Regions from separate parts of the Mus musculus genome. Here regions 1, 3, 4 and 5 are each linked to region 2. The links are chromatin contacts, called in public HiChIP or PLAC-seq and promoter capture Hi-C maps. All regions are on one chromosome and are shown on one strand. Each heading gives the region's core, a stretch centred on a gene start, on an enhancer-like site or on the middle of the called end of the contact. The rest is flanking DNA. Distances are from core to core; before and after follow the strand shown.

Region 1 (2,700 bases), core at 109-2,608, 1.3 Mb before region 2:
TTTCATCATTTAGCTCAGGTTCCTCTTGTTTGAGTAATAAAATATCCTTTGCTCTTTGATGCAGGAGGTGGAGGAGGGGCTCAGACCTATTTTACAAACAACTAAACAGTGCTATTGAAATGGGTTAGTCCGGTACGAGCATTGAGTGCTCCTGCAGAAGACCCTGATCTGATACAGTCTCCGGCACCCATATCCTCCTGACCTCTGTGGGCATCTGAGTGCACACACACACACACACTCATGGTTCCACACACAATAAAACTTAAAAAGGAAAAGAGAGAAAACATGTACATGTCCAGCGACATGCTAGGCATGGTGATGCTCGTCTCTGACGCCTGCCAGGTAAGAGAGACAAGAGGATTGCTGGAATTATGTGGCCGACCACATGGGAAGTTCTAATCCAACTTGGGTTACACAAAAGCAAACAACCAGCCTCTCCTCCAAGTCAAACTGCTTGCCCAAGACTAGCAGTCTGGATATCAGACTCCATCTTTTGCTGCCCCACCCCATGTATTTAGCACATATCTGTATACACAAGTTCGCTCACGGAGCTGAGCCTGCGCTTCCATGACCTCCAACCCTCCCTGCTCATTCCTGCAGGTGATCATTAAAAGAGTAAGCAGCCTGAAGGAAATTGACTTCTCCTTAGTTACTGGCTCATAGTTCATAAAAATGAGCTGTACATGTCTCTTGGACAGAACATCCAGTTCTCAGGGATGGGTGTGGTGTTTGAGGTGGGCCCCATAATTTCCTTTTGGTGTTTTGCTGCCTGTCAGCTCCTGATAACTTATGTGTTCAGAAGAGAATTAAACTGCATTTCATAAAAAAAAAAAAAAAAAGTTGTTTGCCTCAGGGTCATTACAAACTCAGACTGCTTCCCCATTTCCAGAATATTCCATAGCATCTCTACATTTACCAGAAAAATTTCCTTTTCTCCCTCTGTAGAGAATGAAGTCAGCCACACATTTTTTTTCAGTTTCTAAATAATGAGTCAAGATTGCTAGGACAAAGGGTCTGGTTGTTAGGAAATATTTTCCACTCCCTGATAAAAGGAGAAAGCTGAATTTCTCTCTCAGCCTCGGCCAACTCTGTGTGCAGTATTAGCAGCAGAAAAGAATTGAAGGCTTCTGGGAGGAGTCTAGGGCCCGAGACTAAAGTGTGCCTGGGCTATTTTGGGGCGGGTAGTGCAGGGCAGCAGCTGCACCAAAAGAGGTCAAGGACGATAGCTTTGCCCGAAGCTGACTCGTGGGGCGGGGCCTCTGCTCTCCAGAGCTCCGCCTCCTAGGGGCGTAGCTAGAGCGAAGGGTGGGGCCACGCTCCGTCGGGGCGGGGCCTGTGGAATCTCCGAACTCCTAGACACGGGGCTTTGGCGCGCGTCTCCCGGCGCGGGGTTCCTCTCACGCAGCCTCCCATTCAAAAGATGCCGAAGGGGCGGCGCGGCAGCCAGAACCCCAAGATGAGCCAGCGGCCGGCCCCGCCCCTCTACTTTCCGTCGCTCTACGACCGGGGCATCTCGTCGTCTCCGCTGAGCGATTTTAACATCTGGAAGAAGCTCTTCGTGCCGCTGAAGGCGGGCGGGACGCCGGCGGCCGGGGTGGCAGGAGTAGCGGGGGTCCGATCCCTGCCTCTGGCACCCCCAGCTACGGTGCCGCCGCCGCCGCCTGGCCTGGGTCCCCCCAGCGAGCGCCCGTGTCCTCCTCCCTGGCCGTCCGGCCTGGCTTCTATTCCCTACGAGCCTCTGCGCTTCTTCTACTCGCCGCCTCCAGGCCCCGAGATGGCAACTTCGGCCCTGGTCCCCGGCTCCACGACCCCCTGGCTCGCATCCGCCTCCCACCCTGAGGAGCTGTGCGAGCTAGAGATCCGGATTAAGGAGCTGGAGCTGCTCACAATCACTGGGGACGGCTTCGACTCCCAGCGCTGTGCGTGACTGCCAAACGAGCCCAATCCTAGCTGCCTTAATTGCCCCCTAGAGTCAGGCAACAGAATGTGACCCCAGCCCTAGGAGTTCCACCCCCAAATATCTGTCCTCCAGAGGTTCAGACCCCCACGTGCTGAATTTCAACCGACCCCTGCCTCCCCACACACCTGAGCTATTCAAGCCCTTTAGTTTTAAACCCTTAGGGGCTAGCCCTTGAAGTAATTTGACACTGACTCTTCACACCTGAAGCACACTCTTCTTAAATTTAGCAGTCCTACACAGTAAGACCACATTTCTGTAATCTAGAGCTCCACCCACAACAGGCTCCCTATCTCTAGAGACATTAATCTTCAGTATTCAAATCTTAAGCTGGGTCTGTGGGTGGAAGGAGATCATAAGAATCGCCCAGACCTTGAAGCCCCACAGTCATTCACTGAGGAGCCTTGGCCTCTGCCCTTCCCTGGGCCCCAAACCCTCGGACAAGATCTTGGACTTTGACATCTGGTCTAAAGTCTGAGGTTTTGGGGATCCACATCAGAGCAGAACAAGTGCTGATGTAAGCAGGAATCCTCTGGTATATGAACAGATGCCTCTCTAGCGGACAGTAAGGCAGTTAGAGCCAGCCATATTTCCAGAAGGACTAATTAAATTGCTCAGGAATTAGTAGCCTGAGGCTATCCTGATTCACCCCCTGTTCTAAGGCTTGAATTGGACTATTAGAGGAAGGCACATGGCTCTGGAAAGATAATTTCACCTCTGCAGCACAACAGGTTAAATTGGTC
Region 2 (2,700 bases), core at 2-2,501:
GAGATGGCTGTGTTCTTTTCAACTGTAGCAGAACTCGAAGATCCTCCTCCCCCAGGAGCAGGTTCTGGAAGCTCTGGTGGCCCACAGGGAGGATGGCTGTGTTCCTCCACAGCCCTGCCTTCACCTGGTCCTCACTAGCTCCTAGTCCCTCTGCACAACGGTCAAGTGTCTCCTGGGCACCAGGGTAGGGGTACTGAGATGATGCCCGGGTTTGTTTCCTGATTCCAGGCTAAACTCACAAAGCCCCACCATAGCCATTTTGCAGGTTTTCTTTTTTTCTCGCCCCCTCCGCCCCCAATCAGTTGCCAAAAAGCTGAGTGCTTCTTCACCCATAATGCTGGGAGCAGAGGCCAAAGAATCCGTTTCCAGCTCTGTACCTCTTGCTCCAATGAGCCCCTTTAAAAACCTGATTTCTGGGATGACTGGTCAGAGGACAAGAACATCCAGCCTGATTTAGAGACAGGCCAAGAACAAGCCTCTCCATCTCTTACACATTTGTTTGATCTTGAGATGTTTTTAAGCAAGTCTCAAGTGCCTCTCTCTGGACTATGGGAAAGAACCAGGTACTAAAAGGCCACAGCCAACAAACTCTGGCTCACTCCAGTCACTTCTGCTGAAACCTAGATGAGGGGGCGGGCCCTCTCGCTCCCTGCTCCGGAGGCCTCTGCCACGTTCTCGCCTCCCTGTGGGAAGCTATCCCGGCCGGGTGTGGTGGCGACCTCCACACGGGGGTCTGAGCGCCCGCTGGCAACTTTGTGCCTCTGAGCCTCAGCTCTGGCCTCGCCCCTGAGACCAACTGGCGCGATTTCGCTTTCGCTTTGCGCTTGTGGTCCCGCGTGGCTCCCTCTGAGGTGGCCATGGGCCCCTGCGTGGTCCCCGGGCGGCCCGGGCCGCAGCCTCACCCCAGCCTCTCCTTGCTCTCGTCCGGGCTTAGCTGATCGAAGGTCTTGGAGTCCTCCTTGCCCAGGAAGGCCTCATGATCGTACTGGAAGCTCTGGTTGTCCTCGGGCGGCCGCTCGCCCAGCTCTGAGTCCGGCCGAACCACGCGCTCCTTGCGCACCGTGGGCTTGGCCCGCAGCGCCAGCACCAGCGCCAGCAGCAGCCCCAGGGCGAGTCCCAAGCGGCCACCGCGCGCCATGGTCGCGAGCAAAGGGAGGCTGCGGGGCAGTGGGGGCTCACAGCGCCGCTGCCGCTGTCCCCTCCCCAGCGAGGGGCGCGCCCGGCTGGCTCGAGGAGGCTCGGGCCGCCCCACTCACGCGCCCATTGGCCACGGCGCCGCCGGGGGAGGCTGGGGCCGCGGAGCCACGTCGCCAGCCAGGGTGGTGGGCGCCGGGCTCCGGTTTCGCTTCGGCCCCTCCCCGCTATCTCGTTGCGAGGGGCGGGTCCAGATGATGGGGGTTGCGGACTGGAGGGTTCTCTGCAAGACCGGAAAGAAGTACTTTGAGAAAATGCAACAGATGTTTTGGGGTGATAGCTCGTCTTCGCTTTTAGAAAAGCAGCGCTTCCACTCAGCTTCCAGCTGACAGCCCGAACTTCAGCCCAAGGCTGGCCCAGAGATGAACATTTAAGTCCGGTTAACAATTTGCATTGTGGTTAGGAGAGCACTTGAGTCTGGAAGGAGGCCAGGATGGGCGTGGTCCCCTAGGTTAGGGAGAAGGCAATCTTAACATCCATGGGATAACACCAGAGGACTGTGGGAGGAGACGGGGTGAATAAGGAGAAGTTCTTTCAAGCTCCTATGGGAGAGAGGCAGAAAGGCTTCCTAAAAGAAGCAGAGATATCATATAAAGCTTTCGTTTCTGAATGTTGGCAAGCCATTTTTACAAACCTACTATCTGTCTCAAATCCTATCAGCGTATTAAATCCGAAATAATGATACCAGTTAGTGATGGTCTGTATTATATAACTTTCTACAGCGAAGGAAATGTTCTCTATATGGCCACTGAATACTTGACATGGAGCCGGTCCAAAGCCAATAGTTGAGCTTAAATGTAAATAGCCACGCGTGGCTAGTGTCTAACAAACTGAGAATGCCCGTCTGAACCTTTTACTCTTCACAAAAATGCATGTAAATGTCAGAGGGTCGACGAATCTTTTAAAGAGTCCCAGGAAACTGTGGTTGAAGAGAGAAGCCTCCTCCTAACCCCAGCCCTAAAAGCTGCAAAACCACCTGTTCACCCCCACCTTTCTAACATTCTGAAGAAAAGGTCAGCTTCTCGCCCTTACAGTAAGGAAACCAAGACATTATAGCACAGAAGCAAGAATCTTTCTATTAAGATCATTTTCGGTCAACCAAATAAGATGATGAGCCTGATACACATAAGCATTTATGGCTGCCTTAGGATTTTACTGCTGTGAACAGACTCCATGACCAAGGCAGCTTGTATAAGGACAACATTTCATTGGGGCTGACTTATAGGTTCAGAGGTTGAGTCCATTATCATTAAGGTTGGGAGCATGGTAGCATCCAGGCAGACATGGTGCAGGAGGAGCTGAGAGTTCTACGACTTCATCTGAAGGCTGTTAGGAGAAAACTCTCTTCTAGGCAGCTAGGATGATGGTTTTAAAGCCCACACCCACAGTGACACACCTACTCCAACAAGACCACACCTACTCCAACAGGACCAAATTTTCTAATAGTGCCACTCCCTGGGCCAAGCATATGCAAACCAGGGCATAATGAAAACGAGCCAGCCAGGG
Region 3 (2,700 bases), core at 121-2,620, 1.3 Mb after region 2:
GTTTCTAGTCAGTGTTCATGGTTGGGCTGAAAACCAAAAGACAGCAAAATATGAAACTGCCCCTTCACCTCATCTTTGGCATCCTTTAATGTCAGTGTCACTTGCTGTGATTTGTGCTTGGCCAGAGAAGGCACTGTCCTTTCCCCTCAGCCCATCAGGCAAGCACTGACACTCTGGGCACACTATACAATGAAAGTACATCAGTAAGCCCATTTCCCCTTCATTTCTGCATCCTGAGCAGAAGAGATGGACTACTTAAAATTCAAGTGTCAGGAAAGTCCATTGTAAAAGGGAAATATTTTCAAGCGAATTCCGTTTGATCTTTTTTTTTTTTTTCTTTAAATAAGGGGCTCCTTCTGCCTCTCTCCCTTCCTTTCCAGACCTTGGAAACCAATTAGTCTCAGCACAGAGGCTACAGGCCAGGTTGAAACGGCTCCTTTTTAATTTTAGGGGATATAATTTCAGCCAGGACGTCTAGTCAGTTGTCATGTAGTATACAAAGCACAGGTTTCACTCTCGTGCACATACATTGGTGTTCCCTTCGGAGAATGCAGATTTTCTTTTCTTTTCTTCTTTCTTCTTCTTCTTCTTTTTTTTTTTTTTTTTTTTTTTTTTTTTTTGAATCTGACTCCTAGAAAGGAATTAGATCTGGTCGCCGTCCAAATCCTTCGGCTCTGACAGTGGCATAACATCACAGGGCCACCTCATCTTTCAGACAGCCGTGCCAACCAAGTTTTCTAAAAAGCCGTCTGTCCCACCATTTCAGCGGCTTTTCCTATCCTTACCCCGCCCTCCTTTTGCATACAAATCCTAGTGTTCCGCTCCCCTTCCCCGCCAGGTTTCCAAAGTAGCAGAGAAAATTGGAGTAACTTCGATTTATTTATTTATTTATTTATTTGAAGAGCGTGTCTTTGGGAAAGGGAGAATGTGATTCAAAGGGGCGCGGGGGTGTGGGTGCGGAAACAATTAAAGCCTTTGCCTGACTTCACCTTCTTATCCTGAACCTGTCTTAATTCTTGAAGGTGAAAAAACACCAGCTGGGTTGGCCTTTTCTTTCTCAGGAACAACATTACAGAGCCAAAGTGGGGTGTGTGTGCCTCTGGCTCTATGAGAGGGTTTAGGAGAGGGAAGCCTTGATACCCCATAGGAAAGTCTCAGTTCAGCAGTGTGGAGGGACCCTGGGGTCGCCCCTCTTGTGAGATCTTAGTGCCCCAGTCGCTCCTCCTGCCCCTGCAGCGAGTTCTGCGCTTTGGAGCTGTGCCAGGACCTCTGACAGAGCCTGGCAGGTTCATGAGTGGGGGGCGGGGGCTTGGTGTTCTCTTTGCAGAAGACGACCATCTGGGGGGCTCCCTTATTTTCCTGGCGCTCAGTGGCCCGCCCCCATCTCCCCGACCCCTATCATTTTAACGCTGATCACACACGATGGTGAACTTGCAGCTCAGCTTCCTGCCGCCTGCTTGACCCAGGGAGCACCAGCAGCCTGCGGGCCTCGCCCTCCGCTCTCCCTCCTCTCCTGGAAACCCCGCGGCCTCGGGGCGTGGGTGGGGGGTTCGAGTGGGCCGGAACTACGGCAGGGGCGTGCAGGGCGCGGGGTCCCAGCGGGGAGCTCACAGCAAGCGGCGCCTGGGCGGCCCTGCTTCCTGGAGCTGTGCTCCTTTGACCCCAGTGGCAGTCCCTGTCACTGCACCGCTCGCGCTCCCTTCGCTCGCCGCGCCCTCGCTGCCTCTCCTCGCCCCCTCGCTCCTTCTCTTCCCAGATCGAGGCTGCTCCGGTCCTCTCCACCTCCCCACGCAGCGACCCCGCGTCCCGCTCGCACCGCGCCCCTGTGCTGCCCTCCCAGGCCCTGGATCGGCGGCGGGGACCTCCGGGGTCGAAGGTTCTGGCCCGCCCGCGCCCCTCGCCCCTGCCGCCCCCAGCGCTGCTCCAAGCCGGCTCGGGTTGCTTGGCGATGGCTCGCCCGCACACCGGGCGCTGAAGGCATCCCGGGGACCCGGAGCGCAGCCCGGGAAAGGTAATCCGCCCGGGGAAGGGAGGCGGAGGGCGGGGGAGGGGGGAGGAGGCGGCCGGTGCCGGGCGCGAGAGGAAGGGGAAAAAAAAATGCACACACAAAGCGGAGCCCGGGTGAGAGGTGCCTTGTCAGAGGCGCGTGCGAGGGCGCGGGGGCTGCGGAGCGCGGCGGCCCCGCCGACCCTGAGGTTGGCCGACTGAACACTCGAGGACCCGGGGAGAGCAGATTTGTCTCCCCCGAAGCCCCCAACAAGCGAGAGCGAATTTCTTTACGTAGCTGTCCTTCTTCCCACTCCCCATCTCGCCCCCTGTTCTCCCTTCCCCCCAGCCCTCGGCCACGGACCTCTCGGGGTCCCCACCTCCCTGCCCCCTCCTCCGCCGGGTTTCTCAGGAAGGTGGTGGCGGCAGGGGGAGGGGGTTGTCCGCGAAAGCCTGCGGCAAAGCCCCGGGGCAAGGGATGGGGGTGGGGCCCGGGAGTCCGAGATCTGTTTACTAGAAAGTCCCAGGGTCGTGCGCCGCAGCTGCCCCGGCCTAGGCCCGGGTGCATTGTGTTGGCCCGAGCCCTGTGCGCCCGCGGCGGCCCGGGGCCAGGTGCAGTGGCCGGACGGCTCGGTGCAGCTTTGTGCTCCGGCCGCCCGCGCGCGCAGCGCTCCAGCGCGGAGCTCTCCGCCAGCCCCCGCGCCCGGACCTTAC
Region 4 (2,700 bases), core at 161-2,660, 1.4 Mb after region 2:
AAACCCATAAGCTATTCAGAGAGCTTTTGGGGGTTTTTACTAGCAAAGAGCGCTGCTTCAACCAGAGAGAGCTTTCTCTAACAGAAAGTTGGCTATCTCAACCAAAGAGGTTTTAGAATAGCCAGAAAAGGCTGTCCCGAGCAGAACAGAGAGAGAGAGAGAGAGAGAGAGAGAGAGAGGTCTGGAAAGCTGTCTCAGGCAGAGCAGAACAAAGAGAGAGTGCACGATATGGAATGCTGTCTTGAGCAGAACATAGACTGCCAGCTTGTAACCCACGATTTGACTTCCAATCATTTGTTTGCACTGATAAACCTTCTCTCAGGAACCTAGACCTAGCTGAGGCTGGACCTTGGCAGTTTGGGGCATATTTCACTTAACAAGATTCCTTCAATGGGTTCTGATGCAGTATGTCTCAGAATTTTCTTTCTTTTGAGGGCTGAATACTATTCTGTTTTACATATGTGTATTGTTAGGGTCCAGGAATCTCCTCACACACCCCACAAACACTGACCTCAGTCAGACAGAGATAGTTTATTGAGCCTATGCCCCAGGGCCAGGGCCAGATTTAGGAACTGAACCGTGATTCATAGTTAAAACCCTAAGGGTTTTGAAACCCAAAATCCACAAACATCTGTGCCAAGTTATTTCAACAATCAGGATTTAGGGATAGGGGATTTCCTTAAGAACGTGTCTTTTTGTACATCTATCTGGTTTCCATTGGTTGGGGTATTCAACTATGGCAAGGGACTTGCCTTGTCTAACAGTCATGTCTTAACTTCTTTACCACGATGTCAGTTACCTACGTCCATGTCTCTTTCTGTCGAGTACGATGTCAGTTCTCACGGGGGTCTTACGTTTACATTCAAAATGGAAGTCTTGTTCCAAATAGTCTCTTATATTGGTACAGGTGTCTCTCTTATGTTGGGGTCCCTCCCAGGGGCAGCTTACACCCTAAAAGCTTATACACAGGTGCAGGAAGTGTTGTTTGTGGTTGGTTCAGGTCCAAGCTTATTGTGAGTAACCATGCAAAACCGTCCTACTGACTTGTATTGTGATTGATTTCCAAGGGCATAAGACAGCAGATATTCAGGTTGGCATTAGAAGCTTTCCTAGTAACTATAGGACAGGCAACTGCTATAGAAAATGATATGAAAAAGTTTCCTTATAATGGCAAGCTAGCCAGGTAACTGTTACCTAGGCCTTAACATTCCATTTAGGCCTTACTATTTTACCCAGGTCCTAACATACACTGCATTCGTTTACCTACTCCATTGTATTCATATACCACATTTTGTTTACTCATTCACCTGCTGATGGGTTCAGGGTGTTACCATATAATATGGATTCTGCGTACTGCTGCTATGAGCACCTGCACACAAGGCCCTGGTTTTAGTTCTTGCGGTACTATATGTTATTTCTACCTTTAACTTACGAAGTGACACTATCATTTTCTATAATGGTTGCCTGTCCTACAGTCCCACAAGCATGCTCTCAGGTTGTTTTCAGCAGAAATCATTGCCACCTCACACTGCTCCCAAGAACACAACTCTGGTGACAAGAATCAAGAGTCCCAGAGTTGATCTTTTTCCATTGAGGGATAAGGAGAGGACCAAGCCTTACACTGTAGTCAGGGGATGCAGAAATGCACAAGAAGAGAATAGTCTGACTGGACAGAGAAAGGCAGCATTCAAAGAAGGTACAACAGCACCTGAACTTAAACATGACACCCTCCAAGAGGAGCGTAAATCCGCCATCTGCCCAGCACTGCTTCAGGGTGCACCTGGTCAGATGTGTGCCGTTGTAAGAGTTGTGTTCATGGGATCTACAGACTGCAACAGATGCCAGACAGACTCTCAGACAAAGCCTCCTTGTTGCTGTTTGTCTCCAGATAGTTCAATCCAGGTCTTTTGTTTTGTTTTGTTTTGTTTTTTGTTTCTGGGAAAATAAATAAATGTTTGGATTTCTAACAATACTTCCCACCTCTGAGCAAAACTAATTTATGATACTTCATATACAGTGTGCAGAAATTCCAAAAAGAAAGTATATCCCTGTCACCCAACCCTGACTTATACATGGAGGGTCTGGGGGAGCAGAAGGAGAGCCAGCAGGTGTGGTGGTTTGAATATGGTTTGAAAGGGCTAGGGGTGTGGCCTTGTTGGAGGAAGTGTGTTTTGGGGAGTTTCAAAAATGCAAGCCAGGCCCAGGGTCTCTCGCTTCATGCTTCGCGCTTTCTCTGGATTCTAATGTAGAACTCTCAGCTACATCTTCAGTGCCGTGTCTGCCTGCATGCTGCCATGTGTCCCAACCTGCCAATAATGGACTAAACCTCTGAAAGTGTATGCAAGTCCCAGTTAAATGCTTTCTTTTATAAGAGCTGTTGTGGTCATGGTATGTAGTCACAGCAATAGAACACCGAGTAAGATGGGAAGACATGCTTTCTGATTTCTGGTTAACTTGGTTAACTTGAGCTAGCCTTAGAATGCTTCAGTGTGAAACACTGTAGATTTGAAAACGACTGAGTACTTTATGATCTTCCTGTCAAAGCCCCTTCGAATACTGGGACCTAGCAATCCTATAATGGCTCCTTCTTTAGGAAGACCAGAACATTCTCAGTTGCTAGAAAACCTCAGGAGATCCCATGTTCCAGAATTTCCCTCTTTGGGCTTTATTCTCTATGCAAGATGTTTGTGGGTTTTCTTA
Region 5 (2,700 bases), core at 75-2,574, 1.6 Mb after region 2:
ATGGGATCCAGTCATCTGTATACCCCACTTGTTCGTATCAATTCTTCAAGCATCACTAATTCCTCCTTCACCTCGGAGGTTTCCATCAACCTATGTAAAAGAGTAAACTTCCAGTCTTTCTGCTTTACAGCAACACCATACTCTGCTACTTGTTAGTGCATTATATGCAAAGCTCCAAAGGCAAGGCACTACCGGATTCCCTCAACAGCCAAGGCTTCTCTAATTAGCAAATTCTGACACTTTACTCTTTAGAAATTTTTTGAATAAACACAAGGTCAGAAATTCCTAGAGTCCCAAATGGCAGACTCTCCTTGAAATCGATGTGATCGGATCCCACTTCTCTGCAATGATCCCCACCACAACCCCGCGTGGGATTCACTCATTAATGCCCCTACTCTCTGCCAATGCCTCAACTCATCAGACATAATCAACAGCACTAGGGTAGAAAAAAATTTAAAACAAAACGAAACAAATGAAACCCTCAACCCACCAAAGTGCGTAACTAAATATCACACGGTTAGAACTGCGAAGATTGTGAATTTTAAAGACGGTCTGGAGAGATGGTTCCAGAAGACCCAAGTTAATTCCCAGCACCCACGCCGGTGGCTCAGACTATCCTGTAACTCCAGTTTCAAGGTAATCCGACGCCCTGTTCTGATCTGTCGGGGCTCCAGCCACGCACTGCTGGCACATACATACTGGCAAGACATCCATCCATACAAAATAAAGTAATAAAACAAAATGTTTTTAAAGTTAGACTTGGGAGGCAGAGGCAGGCGGATCTCTGTGAGTTCTAGGTTAGCCTCGTCCACATAGAGAATTCCAAGTCAGCCAAGACTACACAGAGAAACTGTCTCAAAAAACAAAACAAAACAACAAAACTTAAAAGCCCCAGGCCTGGTTACTCGTTTCTGTAATCTGAGCTACTCAGGAGGGGCTTGATGAGTTGGAGGGTAGTTTAGGACATTTGGCACGAGTGAGTCCTCACAAAGAAGCTGAGGATGAAGCTCAGCAGTGGCGAGGCCCTGGTTCAAATAAAACCCTGCAATCTGATGCAGTGGCGGACCTACTGTGTGCAGGGTAGAGCCGGGTGCCAGGCTGCTACAAGCCCCTTCCGCCGTACAAGCCTCCCCTCCCAACACTCCTCCCGGTTCACCGCGGCCTCCCACATTCAAGTGCCATCGGTAGAGTCCACTCACAGCCCTACGGCCCGACCCGGCCCGGTCCACCTGAGCTGCCACGGGTCTCCGCTGGGCTCCGGAAGCACCGTCTCTGCACAGGCCAAGCTCGGCTTTCCACACCACCGCCGGCCCCGCGCAGAAACCGAGAGGACGGCGAGGGCGGCTAGAGAGACCGCTTGTACCATGGAGAGGAACCAGGAGGAGCCTAGAGCGGAAGCCAGCCCGGAGGCCTCCGGAGGAGGAAGGGCTGGGTGCGGGGGACAAGGGGGGATGACTCAATCCAACGCAAGAGTTGCTTCAGTTGCTCGCCCGCCTTGGGGAACTTGTATCCTCTCCTGAGGTTGGGGAATTGGGAGGCTCTTGGAGGCCCTTAGCAAACACAGGTTTCCTTTACTTCGTTTGCAAATCTGTTCTGTGCAGGACACCAAACAAACGCACCTAGATAGCCCTAATCCTGGAGGAGAGTTAAATGCAACTCAAGGAATGGACCTTTTATTTAAAGTCTCACATTTTATTTTTTGATCCATTCCAACTAAACATATTCTAAAACGCTCTCTCTATTATATATTGTAAAAAAAAAAAAAAAGTCTAGATCTTTGAGTAAAAGGTACACCACAGGAAATTAACCTTTACATTTTGGGGGTGGAGAGAAGAGGTGTAATCATTGTTGTTTTGAGGTGCGTGAGTTTTTGTTTTAATTTTGGGACAAGGTTGCAGCCAGGTAGTTGAGGCTGGACCCTAGAACTCTATAGGTAGTCCACGCGGCTATGAATATAACGTTTTCTTGGTTTTGAGAATTTGACACATATGGTGTGTTTGGATCAACTCCACCTCCAGTGATGTCATCTAGAAGTGCAGGACTGGGTTCGGTTCTCTTTGTCAGCTCAAGGATTAAAAAGGAGGACAGCATTACCTGAAATTTTTGGGTGTCCCTGCAGAGTCAACATATGATAACCTAGGAATTTGGGTTCCTTCCTGGGGATCTTAGTTTTATTAATAAAAGAATAAACTAAAACAGAACAACTCAAGGACAACTTATTAGAATTTTAAAAAGAAAACCCAAGAGCAGGCAATTTGTTAATCTTTAAGTTGTCCCAAAGAGGAAGATGTAGAGTATAAATATGACCGGCCTCAGTGGCAGACAGCCTTGGGGTGAGAGGTGGAACTTCCGCAAAGAGGAGGAAGTCTAATGCTAAGTTAGAGAGCTCTGGCCAGCACCTGAAGGAAAAAGATGGAACAATAAATAGTTACACAGTTTTTTTGTCGTGCCTCAGAAAGCAGGTCAGACCCATTGAGGTCAGCCAAACCTAACCAAGGCTCTGCTCTTAGGACTGAATGGGGCATTGGAAGGAGTCTGGGAAGGGAAAACTTGCTCTTAAGCTGAACCTACCTTCCTAGTAGATGTCTCCCAGCCAGACCCTGACCTGCCCCATTGGATTAGACCTTAAGGGAAGAGACTAGGGCATGCCTACAGCTAGGCAGAGATTCCACTCCCTTCTACCTTCTCTCACGTAAAGGC

What was found. Promoter capture Hi-C pulls out the DNA fragments that hold promoters and counts their contacts. HiChIP or PLAC-seq counts read pairs in DNA pulled down with a chosen protein or histone mark.
Region 1: a promoter capture Hi-C map of pre-B cells shows a contact between it and region 2, with 5 times the contacts expected there. The contact joins the promoter of A930018P22Rik here to the promoter of Rcn1 in region 2. A contact is called at or near these places in 2 of 39 promoter capture datasets (the 3T3-L1 cell line and pre-B cells).
Region 3: a promoter capture Hi-C map of stem cell-derived epiblast-like cells shows a contact between it and region 2, with 5 times the contacts expected there. The contact joins the promoter of Mpped2 here to the promoter of Rcn1 in region 2. A contact is called at or near these places in 5 of 39 promoter capture datasets (cranial neural crest, embryonic stem cells, hippocampal neurons and 2 more), 1 of 484 Hi-C or Micro-C datasets (embryonic stem cells), 3 of 115 datasets of contacts at active chromatin or transcription factors (astrocytes and embryonic stem cells) and 1 of 9 other capture datasets (embryonic stem cells).
Region 4: a contact with region 2 is called in an H3K27ac HiChIP or PLAC-seq map of embryonic stem cells, with 7 times the contacts expected there. The contact joins the promoter of C130023O10Rik here to the promoter of Rcn1 in region 2. A contact is called at or near these places in 2 of 39 promoter capture datasets (hippocampal neurons and liver) and 1 of 115 datasets of contacts at active chromatin or transcription factors (embryonic stem cells).
Region 5: a promoter capture Hi-C map of embryonic stem cells shows a contact between it and region 2, with 5 times the contacts expected there. The contact joins the promoter of Arl14ep here to the promoter of Rcn1 in region 2. A contact is called at or near these places in 15 of 39 promoter capture datasets (the 3T3-L1 cell line, 3T3-L1-derived adipocytes, the C10 cell line and 9 more), 5 of 115 datasets of contacts at active chromatin or transcription factors (acute myeloid leukemia, astrocytes, embryonic stem cells and 2 more) and 1 of 9 other capture datasets (liver).

What each region holds. Positions count from the first base shown.
Region 1 is chr2:104,121,411-104,124,110 of GRCm38.p6, forward strand. A930018P22Rik (RIKEN cDNA A930018P22 gene) reads left to right here and starts at 1,359. Exons shown (of 2, transcript NM_026634.2): 1 at 1,359-1,919. The coding sequence starts at 1,421.
Region 2 is chr2:105,398,068-105,400,767 of GRCm38.p6, forward strand. It overlaps Rcn1 (reticulocalbin 1), which reads right to left and starts at 1,252. Exons shown (of 6, transcript NM_009037.2): 1 at 903-1,252. The coding sequence starts at 1,138.
Region 3 is chr2:106,691,811-106,694,510 of GRCm38.p6, forward strand. It overlaps Mpped2 (metallophosphoesterase domain containing 2), which reads left to right and starts at 1,371. Exons shown (of 7, transcript NM_001143683.2): 1 at 1,371-2,011.
Region 4 is chr2:106,816,648-106,819,347 of GRCm38.p6, forward strand. It overlaps C130023O10Rik (RIKEN cDNA C130023O10 gene), which reads left to right and starts at 1,411. Exons shown (of 1, transcript NR_169080.1): 1 at 1,411-2,700. All of the region lies in intron 4 of Mpped2 (metallophosphoesterase domain containing 2), which reads left to right.
Region 5 is chr2:106,973,073-106,975,772 of GRCm38.p6, forward strand. Arl14ep (ADP-ribosylation factor-like 14 effector protein) reads right to left here and starts at 1,325. Exons shown (of 5, transcript NM_001025102.2): 1 at 1,200-1,325.